Linked DNA regions of Mus musculus: region 2 is linked to region 1. A link is a contact called in public HiChIP or PLAC-seq data. All regions are on one chromosome and are shown on one strand. Each heading gives the region's core, a stretch centred on a gene start, on an enhancer-like site or on the middle of the called end of the contact. The rest is flanking DNA. Distances are from core to core; before and after follow the strand shown.

The links. HiChIP or PLAC-seq counts read pairs in DNA pulled down with a chosen protein or histone mark.
Region 2: a contact with region 1 is called in an H3K4me3 HiChIP or PLAC-seq map of forebrain, with 5 times the contacts expected there. The contact joins two enhancer-like sites. A contact is called at or near these places in 1 of 484 Hi-C or Micro-C datasets (cortical neurons), 12 of 115 datasets of contacts at active chromatin or transcription factors (SST interneurons, VIP interneurons, craniofacial prominence and 7 more) and 1 of 9 other capture datasets (embryonic stem cells).

Annotation. Positions count from the first base shown.
Region 1 is chr5:111,433,046-111,436,239 of GRCm38.p6, reverse strand. All of the region lies in intron 2 of Mn1 (meningioma 1), which reads right to left. Among named protein-coding and RNA genes, the nearest start is that of Mn1, 17 kb to the right of the region's middle. Within about 2 kb of position 1,594, at least 24 of the 459 cell types and tissues checked have an H3K27ac peak or open chromatin away from gene starts, as enhancers often do. A contact at or near this core is called in cortical neurons and forebrain, where this site is marked.
Region 2 is chr5:111,702,034-111,705,227 of GRCm38.p6, reverse strand. No RefSeq gene overlaps it. Among named protein-coding and RNA genes, the nearest start is that of Gm36481, 4.1 kb to the left of the region's middle. Within about 2 kb of position 1,442, at least 19 of the 459 cell types and tissues checked have an H3K27ac peak or open chromatin away from gene starts, as enhancers often do. A contact at or near this core is called in cortical neurons and forebrain, where this site is marked.

The DNA of each region.
Region 1 (3,194 bases), core at 345-2,844:
GGTGTGAGTCTGCCTACCATCCCTCCTAGATGAATGCTCTTGGGCAGCGCATGATCTACTGCTGAGCCCCGATTTCCCTATCTGTAGACTGAGGTTTAGGCCTCAGGTTCACAGTCCTTTGCCAGACACAGAGAGAGAAGCTTCTAGAAGGTGGAAGCCAAGGGCAGCCACCTGGGTGGAGCCTGTGCCTTCCTGCTGGTGACCTCCTTGGGTCTCAGGAACAATGGCTGAGGGACGGAACAGAAGAGGCCAGCACCCAGACCAGCACATAAATCCTACCTTCCCCTGAGCAGAGGACAACAGACTTCCCGGGTGAGGCATGCTAGACTGCCTTGGTGCCCCAGCTCCCCTTCCCTCTCCCTAACCAATATCCTAGCTTGGAACGAAGAAAATGTTCTGGATACCTTGGATTCAAATAAGCCCCAGTTAACTGGAAATCTACGGTGACACGGCAGGCTCTCACCTTCCAGAGTCCAAAACCTCCCGGCTCCCATCACACCCACAATGAAATACTGCCGCCCCAGCCATCTCTGAACTCTCTGAGCTGTACTACTTTGAGCCTGCACTGTTGGACTTGGCTGACTTCGAGACTCGGGAAGCCGTGTTACAGATCCAGAAAGTCTGCGGCTGAAGCATCAGCTCCAGTGCTTACACCATGGGTATCAGCAGCTTTGATCTGATATCCCAGAATGCCACAGTCCACTCCTTCTCACCATCCAGAACTCAGCATGTGTCTCCATCTACAGCAGACCTCCCTGTAATATACACTGTGCCTATCCCTCCTCATTTCCAGGCTGGTTCATCCCGAGACTCTGTCTGGTTTTGCTGTCAGTGGCCTATCTCCTTCCCTAAAAGGCAGACTGCACCGGATCGAGGCTGTCCCTGTGGCCCCACTGCTTGGTGAGGGCTTGGTGTGCACCTGTTGAATGATCTGAGGTTTATCCTGTACCCAGGCCTCTCTTTGCTGTCCGGGGGTATTTCAGCTTCTTGGGCACTACTGATGTGTATTGCTGGATGAGTTTTGGTTGTTGTCGTTGTTGTTGTTGTAGAAAGGGGTCACACCACACGCACAGTGGAACGTTTAACAGCCTGCCAGTCCTCTATCCAGTAGACTCCAGGAGGAGCTGGACTCAGGGTGACAACCAGAGATGTATCTAGATGCTGCCAAAATTCCCCTGGGGGACGTCTCCCTGAGGCCACCACAGCCCAGATGGCAGCCATGAACGCTGGGGTTCATAACTGTGTTGAGGGTAGAGAACCATCCCTTCCCTCCAAATTCAGTACCCCAAACTCTCTGCCACCTCTCCGCTGCTCAGCCAATACCCACCCTTGAGAAGATCACAGGAGTCCACCTGTCTACAGGGGAAGGAACCAGTGATCAGGGAGGTGGAGCTCCTGCCCAAGGTCACACAGCACAGGGGATCCAACGCAGGCCTCCCCGTTCCTTACACCCATCAGCAGCAGCAGAGAGAGACCTCAGTCTGTCAACACTCTGCCTCCCCCCTCTCCCTGATCACTCTCCCTGTTCAGCCCCGTTCTGCAGGTTGCTGAGGCCCCACCTGAGGTGCTAGACACTGGAGTTTTGCGGGTGTAGTGTCAGCTCCCAGACTGTTTATGGCTGGCTCTGGCTCCTTGCCCAGAACTGGGAGGCTAGGGTCGGGGGTAACTCATGAATTCCTCCATCTCGAGGGGTGGGGGGGGGGGGAATGTGTGACCATTACGCACACCAGGGACCGCTTCCCAGCCGGGTATTGCTGTCAGGAGGAAGAAAAACACCTCCGTGCATCCAGCTGCTGGCGACCAGCAGTGCTTGACAGTGCCTGACAGCGCCGCCGCCAGCCCGCCGATGCCTGCATGAGGTCTGTCCAACAGGCTCAAACAAGAGGGTCTGTACACAGCTTGTCTCCCCACCCTCCAGCCTGATGGCGAGGCAGAATCCTTATTGCAGGGATGGCATGACACTGCGACGTGCCTCGGTTTCCCCGACCCCTCAGATCGGACAGTGAAAACACTGCTTTGAGTATGCCTTACATCTCTGAAGGTCTCATACGAAAGGCGATCGGCAGAGCAGGCCGTCAATAAAGGCTGGAGCTGTGCGCGGGGCTCCCGAAGGCCAGCTCACTGAGGTAGAACTATTATTAGCCTCAATAGAAGCACAGAGAGACTAAGTAAAGTACCCAAGGGCACACAGTAGGAAGAAGAGCTGATAGGGTCTGAACCCAGGTCTGGCTTCAGAGCTTATGCTTCCGCATCGTTACCTAACACTATGCAGTCTTCACAGGACTTCTATGGGGAAAACATTCCACGTCAGAGAGTGAGGAAGAGGATGTCAGACGCCACACAGCTCAGAAAAAGCCCGAGAGCTGGGCCTGAAACACAGTCTCTCCTCTGGAGGGATGAGCGCCATCAAGGCCTCCCCAGAATCCAGACCAATCTTTGAGTGTGAGCACAGCATGGGTTGAAAGGTCCTGGGGGGGGGCGGGGTAGTGCGTCCTAGGGCACTCTAGAAAGGTTTGGAAATTTCTGGTTTGAAACCTGGCTTTGGTCCATACAAAACTCAGCTGGATGAGATTCTGTCCCCCATTCCCCACCCCGAACCCCCGTGAAAAAAGAAAAGGCCTCAGGCAGGCTCACTGGAAGCTATGCTGTGTGATCTTATCTGAGTTGCCTGACCTCTCTGGGCAGTTCTCTCAGCTGGGAGATGTCTTAGAACAGGACCATTAAAGACAAGCATTAAGTTTCTCCCATCTTAGAGCATTCGCTTTAACCCTGTTTCATGAATGGAGACAACACAGAGCTGTGTTCTGGGGTTCTGTCGTGTTCTTCAGTGGCAGCGATGCCTCCCACCCTGATCACCTGAGTAAGGCAAACCCACCAGCCAATCCCAGGGAAGCCGAGACAAGCACAAAACACTTTCGCTGTGTGCTGTTGTCTCTCCTATACCTGATCCCCTGCCCAGAACAGTCATTCAGGCAGACACTGCTGGACCTGGCCCCCTAGTGCAGCCCCTTGCTGTGAACCCAGGACAAAGCAGGTCCTTCCCCAGCTGTCACCTCTAAAGGAGCTGGCCTGCAGGCAGGCAGACACAATCAGAGAGAATCATGGAAACTCCCCACGCTGGAGAGGTGAGGCCACTTTCAAGGGAAGAGCCAGGGCCCAGGGGCTAATTGCTCAATGCATCAAAAACACCCCAA
Region 2 (3,194 bases), core at 193-2,692, 270 kb before region 1:
ATCTCTGAACTTAAAACTAGGCTGATGTGCAAATCCCTGGAAGCCATGATAAAAAGCCAAGTGTGGCCAAGAGTGTTTGGAACCCCAGTACCATGAGAGGCAGAAGCCAGAGGACCAGAGAGGCTTGCTGGCCATCTGCTCCCCACCCCCTTTTCTGTCTCTGTTTCTCTCTCTGTCTCTCTGATTCTGTTTCTCTTTCTCCATCTCTCTGTCTCTCTGTCTCTGTTTTTCTTTTTCCATCTCTCTGTCTCTCTCTGTTTCTCTATCTCTCTGTGACTCTGTTTCTCTCTGTATGTTTCTCTTTCTCTGTCTCTCTGTCTCTCTGTCTCTCTGTCTCTCTGTGTCTGTCTCTGTCTCTCTGTGTCTGTCTCTCTGTCTCTCTCTGTCTCTGTCTTTCTGTCTCTCTCTCTCTCTCTCTCTCTCTCTCTCTCTCACACACACACACACACACACACACACACACACATACACCACAAAGACATTTCAAAGAAAACTTCATTTTAACCCCAAAGAGTGAATTTCTGCTCCCCAAAGAGCAAATTGCCATGCAGCTTTCCCAGGACAGTGACGATGGCGACAGCCACTAGCTACTGTGCTTTTCATACGCTCGCCTTCTGGGCTCTGTGTCACGTGTCTTATAATTCATCATTAGCTGGCTTCTTCTTGTGATTCGCTTCTTTAGCGTCTTCTCTGAAGTCTCCAGGTTAGCTATTTTCAGAGCCCCGAAGCTGAGCAGTTGAGAGACGGTGTGGAAGCCACTGACTTCTACCTACACACATGATTATTTTACATGCCTCCCTTAGTGTGCAGTCAGCCTCTGTTCCCACAGCAACACACCCTCGGTCGGCTTCATCCAGCACTTTACAGAAGCTATTTTTATTGTATTTATTTATTTATAGGAGGTACACATGACACTGTACATGTGGGGGTCAGAAGACAACTTTGACATTTGATTATCTCTTCCCACCATGTGGGTCCTGGGGATTGAACTCAGGTCAGCAGGATTGGCTGCAGTTGCCTTTACCCCCTGAGCCATCTCTCTGGCCCTCTTCAGACCATTTTCAATGCAGAACCTGTCATCATTCTCCAGACAATGAGGTGCAGCAACTGTCTCCACAGCTGTCATGTTGAAGCAGGGGTCAAAGGTCACATGGGAGTGATTGACATGTGCAGCAGCCTCCTCAGCAAATGCCGCAACACTCCACTGTATGTAAGGGATGGGCATCCCAGATCCTGGTGCCCAGGGAGGTCTGGAGGCAAGCCCTGTGGTTGCTGAGAAGGGACTGAATATGTCATACACTACATCCCATTACACACATTGTATAGAATGTATAATGTAACACAGTGTGCTTGTCATACCACACATTTCCATGTGTGTGACATGCCACGCGGATGTCGCACACGGGAGCCCTGGCAACGGCAGGGAGAGAAAGCAGAATCCGGGTGTGCAGCCCAGCTAGGATCAGGTGTCTTACCATTAATAACTAGGCACAATTATGCAGGAATGTTTCCAAGGCTTTGAACAAACCCTGTTTACCTTCAGCCTTACAGAGCGAGGGGAGGGGCATCCAAGGGAATTTTAATCTTAGACTAGAGACTTATTTTTACCCTAAGATGGCTTGATGAGGGGTGGGTGGGGGCACGATTTAATCAGGAATGTACTTGGCATGCAAGCATGAGAAATGGAGTTCAGGTTTCCAGAACCTACCAAAAAGCCAGGTATGGTGGTACACATTTATAACCCAGTGCTGACGATGGGGAGATGGAAATGCCTGGAGTTCGCTGGTTAGCCTGACTGGTAAGCAAATGACAGACCCCATCTTAAAGGGAGCAAGAAACATCTAGAAAGAGGTCACCTGAGGTAGGTATCCTCAGTCTTATACATGTAGGGGCACATAGGTGTACCTCCTCCAACACACACACACAGACACACACACATACACAGATACACACACATACACAGATACATAGAGAGAGACAGACAGACAGATAGACATAGAGATACACACAGATACACAGAGACAAACAGACAGAGAGACACAGAGAGATACACATTCATACACAGATACATGCATATATACAGATACATGCATACATACATATATACACACAGAGATACACACAGAGAGAGACACAGATACACACATATACACAGATACACACACATACATAGATACACACAGAGATATACCCACACTCAGATACACACACACATACACAGACACAGAGAGATACACACACATATACACAGATACACACAAAGATATACAGATGCAATTACACACAGAAATACACAGATACACACAGACAGACAGACAGTCAGACAGACAGACAGACACCGAGATACACAGACACATACACAGATACACACAGAGAAACATACACACTCAGATATACACACATATACAGATACAGACACATACACAGATGCACACACACATACACAGATACACATAGAGAGAGACAGACACAGAGAGATACACAGATACACACAGAGATACATACACACTCCGACACACACATACACAGATACACACACACAGATACATACACAGTCAGACACACACATACACAGATACACACACATACACAGATACACACAGAAATACATACTCAGATACACACACAAACATACACACACACAGAGATACAGATACACACTTACACACAGAGACAGGCAGACAGACAGACAGACACACACACACACAAAATAGGTTCACTTGGAAGAGACACACAGAGCCAAGTGATGACCATTCCTGCTGTGCACAGATGCTGGGTCCCAGAACATCTGCAGGAGTGAGAGCCGGCGTCCTTTTTATTCACAGTGGGAACCCCGGAGCATATTGCTGCTGACCAGCAGGACTCTGAAAAGCTCTGCCTCACTCAGGCCCCTCCCTGGCATGGAGGGGGCCTGACCCATGTCCTCAACAGCATTTGTGGTACCCTATCCTCTTTCTCTGGGTAACAGGGCCAGGCCTCTAGACCTTTGTCACCGACCACAGAACTAGTAGCCTCTCGGCTGAGCTCGCTCATCCACTCACACTGCTGAGGCCGAAACTAAGTCCTTTCCTCACTTAAGACAGAGGAAGATGCAGAGTCCGTCAGCTTGGAGAGCCACGGAATACTCGGGGACCACAGGACTTTCATAAAAGGCAATTTCTGTAGCTCGCCGCGGGGATAAAAGCGATGGTATT